4 separate regions of the Mus musculus genome follow, and all the other regions are linked to region 1. A link is a contact called in public ChIA-PET and HiChIP or PLAC-seq data. All regions are on one chromosome and are shown on one strand. The core of a region is the stretch at or near the end of the contact, and the rest is flanking DNA. Distances in the headings are between cores, read along the strand shown. Region 1 overlaps Atg7 (autophagy related 7). Region 2 holds the start of Vgll4 (vestigial like family member 4). Region 3 has its middle 50 kb from the start of Gm38875. Region 4 has its middle 37 kb from the start of Gm38876.

What was found. ChIA-PET counts read pairs in DNA pulled down with a chosen protein or histone mark. HiChIP or PLAC-seq counts read pairs in DNA pulled down with a chosen protein or histone mark.
Region 2: a contact with region 1 is called in an RNA polymerase II ChIA-PET map of memory CD8 T cells, with 137 read pairs. The contact joins the promoter of Vgll4 here to the enhancer-like site in region 1. A contact is called at or near these places in 2 of 484 Hi-C or Micro-C datasets (the G1E-ER4 cell line and embryonic stem cells), 6 of 115 datasets of contacts at active chromatin or transcription factors (the HPC-7 cell line, bone marrow-derived macrophages, embryonic stem cells and 3 more) and 3 of 9 other capture datasets (adipose tissue, liver and macrophages).
Region 3: a contact with region 1 is called in a FOXA1 HiChIP or PLAC-seq map of pancreatic cancer cells. The contact joins two enhancer-like sites. A contact is called at or near these places in 1 of 115 datasets of contacts at active chromatin or transcription factors (pancreatic cancer cells) and 2 of 9 other capture datasets (adipose tissue and pancreatic islet).
Region 4: a FOXA1 HiChIP or PLAC-seq map of pancreatic cancer cells shows a contact between it and region 1. The contact joins two enhancer-like sites. A contact is called at or near these places in 1 of 115 datasets of contacts at active chromatin or transcription factors (pancreatic cancer cells) and 3 of 9 other capture datasets (adipose tissue, liver and pancreatic islet).

Annotation. Positions count from the first base shown.
Region 1 is chr6:114,658,667-114,661,366 of GRCm38.p6, forward strand. The region is part of intron 1 of Atg7 (autophagy related 7); the gene reads left to right. Among named protein-coding and RNA genes, the nearest start is that of Atg7, 17 kb to the left of the region's middle. Within about 2 kb of position 1,430, at least 144 of the 459 cell types and tissues checked have an H3K27ac peak or open chromatin away from gene starts, as enhancers often do. A contact at or near this core is called in the G1E-ER4 cell line, the HPC-7 cell line, adipose tissue and 5 more, where this site is marked.
Region 2 is chr6:114,920,414-114,923,113 of GRCm38.p6, forward strand. It overlaps Vgll4 (vestigial like family member 4), which reads right to left and starts at 1,408. Exons shown (of 5, transcript NM_177683.3): 1 at 904-1,408. The coding sequence starts at 985.
Region 3 is chr6:114,346,717-114,349,457 of GRCm38.p6, forward strand. No RefSeq gene overlaps it. Among named protein-coding and RNA genes, the nearest start is that of Gm38875, 50 kb to the right of the region's middle. Within about 2 kb of position 1,270, at least 43 of the 459 cell types and tissues checked have an H3K27ac peak or open chromatin away from gene starts, as enhancers often do. A contact at or near this core is called in pancreatic cancer cells, where this site is marked.
Region 4 is chr6:114,981,450-114,984,149 of GRCm38.p6, forward strand. No RefSeq gene overlaps it. Among named protein-coding and RNA genes, the nearest start is that of Gm38876, 37 kb to the left of the region's middle. Within about 2 kb of position 1,387, at least 8 of the 459 cell types and tissues checked have an H3K27ac peak or open chromatin away from gene starts, as enhancers often do. A contact at or near this core is called in pancreatic cancer cells, where this site is marked.

The sequences.
Region 1 (2,700 bases), core at 180-2,679:
CAGTATTTAAAATCTTTTGTTGGGGGTAATATTTGTATTAGATTTCTACAACATCCTTTATATAGTATATTAGTTAGGGTTCTCTAGAACAGTTCTCTCTCAACCTGTGGGTTGTGACCACTTTGGCAAGCCTCTATCTCCAGAAATATTTACATTATGATTCATAACAGTAGCAAAATTACAGCTATGAAGAATCAACAAAATTAATTTTATGGTTGGGGGTCATCACTACATGAGGAACTGTATTAAAGTGTCACAGCATTAGGAAGGTTGAGACGCGCTGCTCTAGAGGATCAGAACTGATAGGATGAATCTATCGTATATGTACAATTGACAGTGGGTTAGACTATGGGCCAGCTAGTCCAACAATGGCTGTCTACCAATGGAAAGTCTAAGAATTCAATAGTTCAGTCCATGATGTTTCAATTGTATATATTTCTTCAGTATTCTCTGGAATCCCAAAGAAGTAGGCTGTAAGGCCAGTGAAGAGTAGACTGGCCAGTGAGAGCCAGGGCAAGCAGGCAGAGAGCAAGGGCTTCCTCCTTCCATGTCCACTATATAGGCAGCCACCGAAGGTGTGGCCTAGATTTAGGGTGGATCTTCCTATTTTAATGATTTAATTAAGAGAAATCAGTCACAGGTGTACCTACCCAGCTGCTTGGGTTTTAGTTAATTCAAGTTGACAACCAAGAACAGCCCCAACAGTTTCCATCTTTAAAAATATGTACACAATTCTCCTCATATCTGACACAATTGCCAAAGCCTTTTTTTCTTCTCCTATCAGTGGAGCACAGGGCCAGGAGGTGCTGACGTAATCAGCAGGGATAGCTCTGACAGTGCTGGGTAACTCCTGCCCTGCCAAACCATCCTCAAGCCTGTCCATACAGACAGTCAGTTTGGACAGAAAGAAACCTGCTCTCAATTTCCTTATTTCTGTATTGCTGTTACAGATACATAATACCAAGTTAGAAAGATTCAGAGATGATACAGTGTCTCTGTTAGTAGCTGACCCCTGACCCCTGGCCTTCCACTTCTTACTCTCCAGCCTCCTGCCCCCTGCTTTCTGCTCACCACCCCTGCCACCTACCCCCACCCTCAACTTCCTCCTTATCCTTCTGCATCCTGCTTACAGTTCTCCTCCTGCCCAGGCCCCCACCTCTAGTCCCTGGCCCCTGCTTCCTACTCCCTGTCCCTTTTCCCTTGACTCCCGATCCCCCACCTCTTGTCCTCCACTTACTGCCTCCTTTTCCTGTCTCCTACCTCCTACCCCCTGTGCCTTAGCCTTCCCCGCCCCGCTCCTTATTCCCATCTCACCTCCCCAGTTTCTTTCTCTTGGTAAGTTAGGTCATAAGCTTTGGATAAGTGTCATGCTGTGACATCTGTGCTCCCACATGTAAGTCACTGGGTGTGGCTCTGTTGATAGATTAGCACCAGGACTCTGTGGCAGATGAAGCCCTGGGAGGTTGTTGCCCAACCATGCTGTCATTTCCTTTCATCTTAGCTGTGGTTTGGCTGCTGGGATTCTTTTCTGTTACATGCCAAGCCCTCATCAAAGCCTGTCTTCTTTCACTAGAAGCAACACAGTCCCATCGGGAGACTTGGGTTTGACCCACACTCAGCATCAGGCCCTTGTCTGATCACAGTGCCCAGGTATAGGTGTGTTCAGCTTCTAAGATGACAAGAGGCTGAGGTCTCTCCTGCTCTACTCAGAGCTGCAGAGCCTAGCTCTTCAGGAGGAATGAGAGCCAGGGAGAGGCAAGACTGACTCCACCCCTGGGTGCACTTGTTCCTCCTCTAGGTCCCCTGCTCTTCCCATCCATCTTATGCATGGTTAGATTTCATGCTGTTAGATTCCTCAGAAGTCTAGCCTGTCCTAGATGCTTATAGCAAATTCCTTTGTTGGGTTACTGTGGGTGTTCCACCCTCCTGTCACAAAGTGAAACCCGGCCACACCCTCTGTGAAGTCAATAGGATCTTCTATTCTGACCAGATTTTCTCAAAGCCGCATAAGCCATAAAAAGTTTGAACCACGTGCTTTTTATGCTCTTTTAGCATGCCTCTTATTGCCTTTGGGGTTTGTTTGTTTTCCCTAGTACTTCCCTAGCTTTACAGAGGTGTAAACGACATTCTAAGTGGTCACTCATGGTGACCTTCCCAGCCCTTAAAGCTATAGAGGCTTTTTTGTTTGTTTTTAAATTTGTGGGATCCACCTCAGCAGGTCACCAGAGAACAGTCAGGGGAAAGTGAGTTGGGCCTGATCTTGGGGAGGGAGCTATGGACATCTGATTCTGCAGGCCTGAGTGCAGGCCTTTGCACTGCTGTGGCTCCTCGGCCTGTCTCCCCTTACATTAAGTGTTTAGCTTATATTGGAAGGAGATCAGTAGCAAATGAGTATCCAAACACAGGTTGTTGGTTAGCTTAAGAGAGGAAAGAATAAAGATTCTGAAAAGGTCTTTTCACACAGATCCTACTGTAGATGGTATGGCAGTTGTCATTGGATGGCTGCATACAATGTATAGCGTATGCTTGATGTGTATAGAAAGATGCTTAATGCTTGGAAGAATGAGCATCAAGGGAGAACACTTCCCATTGGCCAATTATGAGGTTTTGTAAAGGGATCTGGGAAGATCACTTAGCAAAGGGCATGAAGACCAGAGTTTGCACTCCAGAACCCATGTGAAAATACTGGACACCACCCAG
Region 2 (2,700 bases), core at 158-2,657, 260 kb after region 1:
CAGAGCCTGCTGCCCACAGCAGGAAGACACCAGGAAAGACTCCCGGCAGCCCCAGGTCTCTCCCTGCCCGGCCAGTGCCACAACTCAGCCCCATTACCCTGGTCTCAAATCGCACGTAGGTAAGATTCCAAAAGATGGGATTGGGGTTTTCTCCAGAGAAGCTTAACTTACTACAGGGAGTGCCCAGGGGAAGGGGAGGTGATGGGCAAATCTAGGGGTGGGGGTATTTTCCACTTTCTTCAGCCTTCCGGCTGCTTATGGTGTAATTGCCAGGGACTGGGGTTGGAGGGAGCCTGTCTCACTGTCAGCTCTCTGCACAGGAAATGGGGCGGCAGACAAAGAGCCCGGCCTGGGCTCCCTGACACCAGGCCCTGCCAGTCCCACAAACCTCACAGGAAAAAAACCCCTTGATGCCTGAGACAATGGCTCAGGAAAACAACAACTTACTGTGGCTTTCTGCTGTTGTTCCTCTACCACATGAAATTCAGAGCAAGGGTCCACACCGAACACTGTACACGGTGATACGTTTAAAAATAAGTCCCAAGGCCCCTCCCCTCTACTCCAGCACCCACATGTTTAACTTCTCCTTACTTCTGTAAATTCCTACTTATGCATAAAATGCCAACAAAATCAAAAGAGAAAAATCACTTATAATGTAACGATCTTGTCAGACCTTGCTAGTACATCACAAGTAAACTTTTAACAGCGTGTCTCCTCCAGCCCTCCCCGGCTGCCACCCTCCTGCCGGGCAAAAGCGAACTGTCCTGAAATGGTACACAACTCTCTTTCCACTCGCTCCACCATCACAAGAAAGACAAGAAAATGTTCATAAGCCAGTCAAAGCCCCCCTCCAAAGGAGGAGTGGCCATCACAAAAGCAAAGAGTACATTCTAGAACATCTACCTTCATAGCACAGAACGCCGATATTGTTGTTCATCTTGTCCAAGTATTGGTAGTTCAACAGGTCCATCTTCATAAACAGCATTTATCTGTCCGGCTAGCAAAGAAAAACAGTTCTTTGCTTTCACCCCCAAAGAGAAAGTTTCAAAATTCAGTCTTAGCTGAGTAGCTCCAGGCTCTCCTAAAACTTCAGGAAGACAGAGGCCCAGCCTCAGGAGATCAAAACAAAGTATGTAAAAGGTTTTTAAAAATCATACACACACACACACACACACAAAAATCAGACTCAAACAAAACCCGTCAAGGGCTTGTGGAAGGTGTCTGATTGTGTCTTCTATTCGGCTTTAAAAAATCATTTCAGAAGACTTCTCGAGCCCGTCTTGGGGGTTTAAAAAGAAAGCAGTAAAAAAGAAAAACACAAAGCACATTTCTCAGGACAAAGGCACTCTCCCTCACAGCCCGCTGCAAGCTGACTGCACTGACATGCGGGCTATGCTTGGTATGACTCGTATGTAAACCAGCTTCCTCTGCTTTTGGGAGGGGGTAGAGGGCTGCTGTGAGCATGCTCACTGGAGCCTCGGCTCAGGCTCCAGGCGCTGCAGAATTAGCAGGAAGCAGAAAGAGGCGGGGGCAGTGAGGCACAGGGGGTGAGGAGAGCCTTTCCTCCCCGGAGCCAGAGGCCGGCAGAGGCAGAGGCCGAGGAAGTAAACCCCAGCAAGTTTGTGGGTGTTTTGTTTGTGGGGGAGGCTAAGCACAAAGTTTAAAAAAGAAAATCTGCTGTGGAAGCAAAGTACAGGGAATTTAACTTTCCGTGACTTCGTTGCAAGGGCTGGGAATCCAGGGCTTCCACAGGGGTGTGCTCTGTTTGGTACAAGGTTTCTTTGTTTCTTTGTAAGATGGGTTTATTAAGTCCAGGGACACAGCGAGTGTTTACATTTTCTTTTTTTTTTTTTTTTTTTTTTTTTTTTAAAGATTTTATTTATTTATTTATTATATGTAAGTACATTGTAGCTGTCTTCAGGTCTCATTATGGGTGGTTGTGAGCCACCATGTGGTTGCTGGGATTTGAACTCAGGACCTCTGGAAGAACAATCAGTGCTCTTAACCGCTGAGCCATCTCTCCAGCCCGAGTGTTTACATTTTCAAAGTCAATGTTACATGTAACTTCCTTCCTAAACTCTGTAGCTGTACAGATGGACAGGACACCAGAGGCAAATCCGTCCTCAGAAGAGTAAACAGATCTGGGGACAAGTGAGTGGCCTACAGGTCTCTCTCTCCCTCTCTCCCTCCCTCTCTCTCTCTCTCTCTCTCTCTCTCTCTCTCTCTCTCTCTCTGTGTCTGTCTGTCTCTCTCTCTCGCTCTCTCTCTGTCTCTCTGTCTCTCTGTCTCTGTCTCTCTCTCTCTCTCTCTCTCTCTCTCACACACACACACACACACAAACACACACACACACACACACAAACGGGGGAGTGGGGAGCTGGCTGGAGAGGTGGTTCCGAGCACTGGCCACTTTTGCAGAACACTTGAGTTCAGTACCCAGCACTCATAAGCACCTGTAACTCTATTTCCATGGAACCTGACTCCCTCTTCTGGCCTCCATGGGTACCGCATGCAATGACACACAGACATTGGAAAAAAAAAATGTACAAAAAAAAAAAAATACTTTTTAAAAATCTGTTTTCCAAACTCATCTGGGAGGTTGTGACCAATCATGGAAACTTTAAAAATGTTCCAAGTTCAAATCCAGAGCAGTGCTGAGCTTCATCAGCATCATGGAAGAAAGGAAAAGACCTGCTCTAA
Region 3 (2,741 bases), core at 20-2,519, 310 kb before region 1:
CCATCTTGCAGTTCCACCCAGAGACCAGTGCCTCTTCCCTTCCCGCCTCTCCTCACCCTCTACACCAAGCTGGCCACAGGTCTCCTGCTAAGTTACAGCCTCTCTTCCTCTGAGCACCTCTGTGTGTGAGGAAGCCCAACATTTTACCTTCCCTGACATTCAAGGCTGACATGATTTGAACGTGTTCTCTGAGGATTCGGGTGTTAAGATTTAGTCCCTATTGTGAGGTATAGAGGGTGGGTGGAAACTTATATGGCCTTGTGTTGGAGGTAGGGGTCAGAAGGACAGGGGGTGGGACTAGATAAAGACTTCTGACAGTGGCTTACTCAGGAGAGAATGGGTGGGTTATACATATGTTCCCAGTCTATGTGATGCCCTGTGCCTCTGCCCTAGTCACAGTCAGCAAGCAACCTTGGTGTTCCAGAGCATAGATGAAAAGGACCTCACTTATTGTCTTATTTAAATGTTTGTTTGATACAAGGTCATCATAGCCCAGGCTGACTTTCAACTCTCTCTGTGGCTGAGTCTAAAGTCCCCCTGGTCTCACCTCGGCAGAGAGACTGGGCTCTGCTGGCCTCATAGGGCTTTGTGCAAGCACTGTACCATTTCACGGAGAGGAACTGCACCCATGGATGCAGTGTCTGTTGTGGTCCTAAAAATGACCCCCTCAAGTCCTAGAGGTGAATATTAGCACCTGAACATTTCCCCAGACCACAGTGTACCACTATGTACATAATATTTTTCTTACAGAGTACTGGGTTTTTTTGTAAAGAATAAAATACCAGTCTATCCATGGGCATCTCCTCTTCTTCCTCTTCCTCTTCCTCTCCCTCTTCCTCTTCCTCTTCCTCTTCCTCTTCCTCCCCTCCCTCTCCCTCCTCCTCCTTCTCCTCCTCCCCCTCCCCCTCCTCTTCCTCCTCCTCTTCCTCCTCCTCTCATTCTCCCTCTCCCTCTTCCTCCTCTTCCTTCTCTTCCTCCCCTCCCTCTCCCTCCTCCTCCTCCTCCTCTTCCTCCTCTTCCTCCTCTTCCTCCTCCTCTTCTTGTTACAGTTAGAAAACCCCACCCTGGAACCCCTACAGGGCGGCAGAGGCTATACCTTAATTATCTCCCCGACTCTCAGAGCTCAGGTAGTAATGGATGTTTGCTCAGAGCAGTGAGTACTTAGAGGAAGGCATGGTTATTTAAATGTGAACGGAAGAGTCTATAATTGAATGGATAAGCAAACACATCCGTGAGTAAGTGAAGGCATGAGTCACCAAATGAAGTGACAGATTACAGCCCCAGCAGGTCTGTGATTGGGTTATTCCAGCTCCGGCACCCTCAGACACCTGTGGTTGTGCTTGCAGGGATGCGCCTCTTCCTTAGTCGCCCGAGAGGAGAGGGGAGATTTGAAACTGCGCAGGTATTGCCCCCTCCAAGATGCCTCAGACCTGACTCCACTTTCTGAGCCAAGGCCTGGAATCCACCGCGGCTAAGGATGCCCAGAGAACTCTGAACAGCTCATCCCTGTATCCCTGAACTGTGGCTGAAGGTCAGTGGGAGGAGTAGGGTGTTTGCCACAAGGACAGGGCCAGACCTCCCACATCTTCAGAAGAAGGGAGACTTCTGGTGAGTCCATGTCTCCTCCTCCACACCCCAGCCCCACAGTGAGGGGGCGACAGAGCCATGAGCAGGAGCCAGCGGTTGCCATGACAACACATTAAGAGACGTGAAGCTGCTTTCAGTTTTCAGTTTCAGCTTCTGGAAAGGGGTCAAGCATGTGGGGCAGAGAGAAGAGTCAGGAGGGGGAAATCACAGCCACCCCCACTCAGTCTCACAGTTAACCACAGCCCAGTGCACTGTGTGCTCCGAGTCCCTCCTTCTGGTGTGTCACTTCCTAGGACACTCAAAAGGAACCTGAGAAGTGGTGATCCCACCTCATGGTCAGAAGGCTGGGTCTGAAGTCACTTGCCCACCCAGGTGGTAGCAGAGCTGGTTCTTGCATTGGGTTCCTGACTACAAAACCTTGTTTAACAGACCCAAAGATTCTAGAATCCCACTGGGTTAGGGCAGTACACTTTATTGGTCCATTAAACAAGACACTTACCCAGGAAGGTTCAGATCTACAGGCACTCAAGCAGAAAAGCTTCTAGGATTTGCTCATACATACAACAAAGCACATGTATGCACACACAGCAGTTATGTATGCGTGTGCACACATTCATGCCTATGCACATTCATGCTCACACATAGACACAGCTGCAATCACACAGGCAGGCACACACCTGTATATCCATGGAAGCAGATTTTAAAAAATGCTTCTTTTGACACGCAGCTTTGGAGTTCCTCCCCTCTTAAAATGACAGTCTGTTTCCTTAGCCACTGAACTTGGCTGTGTGATGATATTCTGGCCCATGCAAAATTAGCAAGCACAGAGTTGGGGAGATGGGTGGGTCTGTCAAGTGTTTGATTCACAAGTATGAAGACCTGAGTTAAGATCCCCAGGATCCTCATAAGATGCTGGGCATGGTGGCTTGTGCTTAGAACTCCTAATTCCAGTGACAGAGAGATGGGAGGCAGAAGCAAGCAGATCCTTGGAGCTTCCCATCCATCTAGCCTAACCTACTGGGAAAAATTCTAGGCCTGGGAGAGACCCTGTATCAAACAAAGGTGGAAGGTTCCTGAGGAAGGACACTCAAGGTTGGCCTCTAGTCACAGCACATAGGGCAGACCCACATGCTTGCATGCACCTTCACATATGC
Region 4 (2,700 bases), core at 137-2,636, 320 kb after region 1:
GTTATACCCAAATGTCAGAAGCATGGCAACTTTATAAAGAAATAAGGTTTGGGTTTGTTGGGTAAAGGTGCTTACCACCGAGACTAATGACTTGAGTTTGATCCACAGAACTCACACTGTAGAAGGGAAGAACCAACTGTACAAGTTGTCCTCTGGCCTACACACACACACACACACACACACACACACACACACACACACACACACACAAATTAATAAGTGTAGCTTTTTAATGTTTAAGAAGAGGAAAGGTTTCTTCGATTCATAATTTAGGAGGTGGGAAGTGCATGCGCATGGCCCCAGGTGTCTGGCAAGGGACTGTTTGCTGGCCGAGTCTCAGATGGTGCAGCAGTCATGGTGACAGATAGGGAGAGTCACACGAGTCCTGCTTCCTCTTCTTTATAAATCTGGTAGTTGTTTTGGTAGTTCCAGAGACTGAATCCAGGATGCCTGCATGCAAACAAGCCCTCACCCAGCCAACGGTATCCAAGGCCCTGGCTCCATCTTTGCACAGGTATCTGCATGTTGACCATAAGGCTACACCCTGAAGACCTGACAACCAAACCCCGAGCACCTACCTCCTGCAGTCCCTCCTCCAAGCATCTAACATCAGATCCCATGTCCCTCTTCAGTGTCTCACAGTGGGAGATCAAAGTTCACCTTTACAATGACTGTGATGACAGGTCTATCACTCACCATTTTTTATCTGAGCAAATCAATGCTCAGAGAGGTTCAGCTATTTCCCCAAGACTGCACAGCTGGCCTGACAGAGCCAGGCTGAAGTGCAGAGGACCATCTCAACCCACAACACCTTCCTGAGGAGCCACAACAGCAACTGAGCACATCTGACTAAAATTCTGTTCTCTCCAGTCTTCACACTACCCACATAGGAAGCTTGCTAGGTATGTCCTCTAAGCCTGAGAAACACTGGGAAAGCCTACTATCCTGAGCCTGGTTGGCGGGGTCCTTTCTCCCTACCTCCCTAGTTTCCTCAGCCCCAGCCTGGCCAGATGCCTACCCTAAGCTGGCAAAGGATGCCTTAGGAATGGCATTCACAGTTAGTTAGAGAGACCAGACAACACAATATCTAGGGATCTGGCAAAGAATGGCATAGCTACGTCTCATCAGAAGTCTGGACCTTGCAGACATCTTCCTCTGAGTGACCCAAAGAACAAGCCCACCAGGCAGCTTTCTATTGCTGTGGTAAGTACCATGGCTCAAAGTAGCTTGGGGAGGAACGGGTTGATTTCAGCTCACACTTCCCAGATCACAGTTCATCACTAACTGAAGCCAGGGCAGGAGCTCATGGGAACCAGCAGACAGGAACTGAAGCAGAGCCATGGAGGCGCGTTGCTTACCTGCTTGCTTCTCATGGCTTGATTTGATTGCATTTCTATATATCCCAGAGCCACCTGCTCAGGGGTGGCACCAGTCACAGTAGGCTGGACCCTCCTACACCAATCATTAATCAAAAAACAAACAAAACCAAACTTGCCCACAAGCCTCAAATAGAAACTTTTTCTCGACTGAGGCTCTTTCTTCCCAGATGGCCCTCGCTTGTATCACGTTGACAAAAACTTACCGGCACAGAATCTTTTTCAGGTGATGGGGAGGGACTTGGACAAGCAGACCAGCCTTCCAGTGTTAGGGACACTTGATTCTGTCCAGCCACGATGCTCAGCTTGACCCTGAAGAGAAGGACATTGTCACCTTTGCTATAAACTGCATTCAACAGTTGCTGCCAAGGCAGCTTGGTAAAGTACCCATCCTCTCACAACCAAGAGACCCCCAGAGCCACAGAAAAACCTCTAAGGAGTTCTGCCCTGCTGGCCACACCACTGAACAGCGCAGAGCTGACTGACTCATTCACCCTGTGGGGGATGCTGGCTATAGGGTCCAGATTTGCCAGACTGTTTGCACAACCCATCGTGATTTCATTCATAAAACATCTATCCTCCCCAAGGTAGATCCTGCTTCATGCCTGTTCATCCTCATGAGTGAAATTAGCATGGTCCAGCATCATATAATGACTGGTCATCAGGTAATCTGGGAGTCAAATTCTAGCTTTCCTTTTAAAAATAAGTTCCTTCGGGTCTTTATAGTACCTGGACTATAGTAGATGCTAAGTGTTGTTGCCTTTTGAGGTGCTCAAGACTCACGATGGTTTTCAATGTCACAGTTATTGAACAGCTACTGCATGTTAGATTCTGCCAACAGGACCTGAGAGTATGGCTTCTCCTCCCTTTACTGGTTACTGAATGCCATTCCCCATTTAATAAACATTTTTAGAAGAATTTTTGCGATGTAGTGTGTGTGTGTGTGTGTGTCTGTGTGTCTGTGTGTGTGTCTGTGTCTGTGTGTCTGTGTCGTGCATACACTGCTTGCAGAGCCTAGTCAAGGACATTGGATCTTCTGGAACTGGAGTTGCAGGCAGTTGGGTGGGTGCTGGTAATCCAACTTAGATCCCCTGCAGGAGCAGCCAGTGCCCCTAACCATGGGCCCATCTCTCCAGCGCCCTCTGTATACATTGGAAGTAGTAGTAGTAGTAGTAGTGTCTTTTCCATGCAGGTCAGGAGCCATCATTTCCTTGGGGTCCACTCTCTTCCTGACCCTCATCAGGGGTGTGCCAAGTAGATTCTGAGCTGATATTCACAGTGATGAATCCTTCAAGTCAGTAGTAAGTAGTCCTCTGCCCTCTAT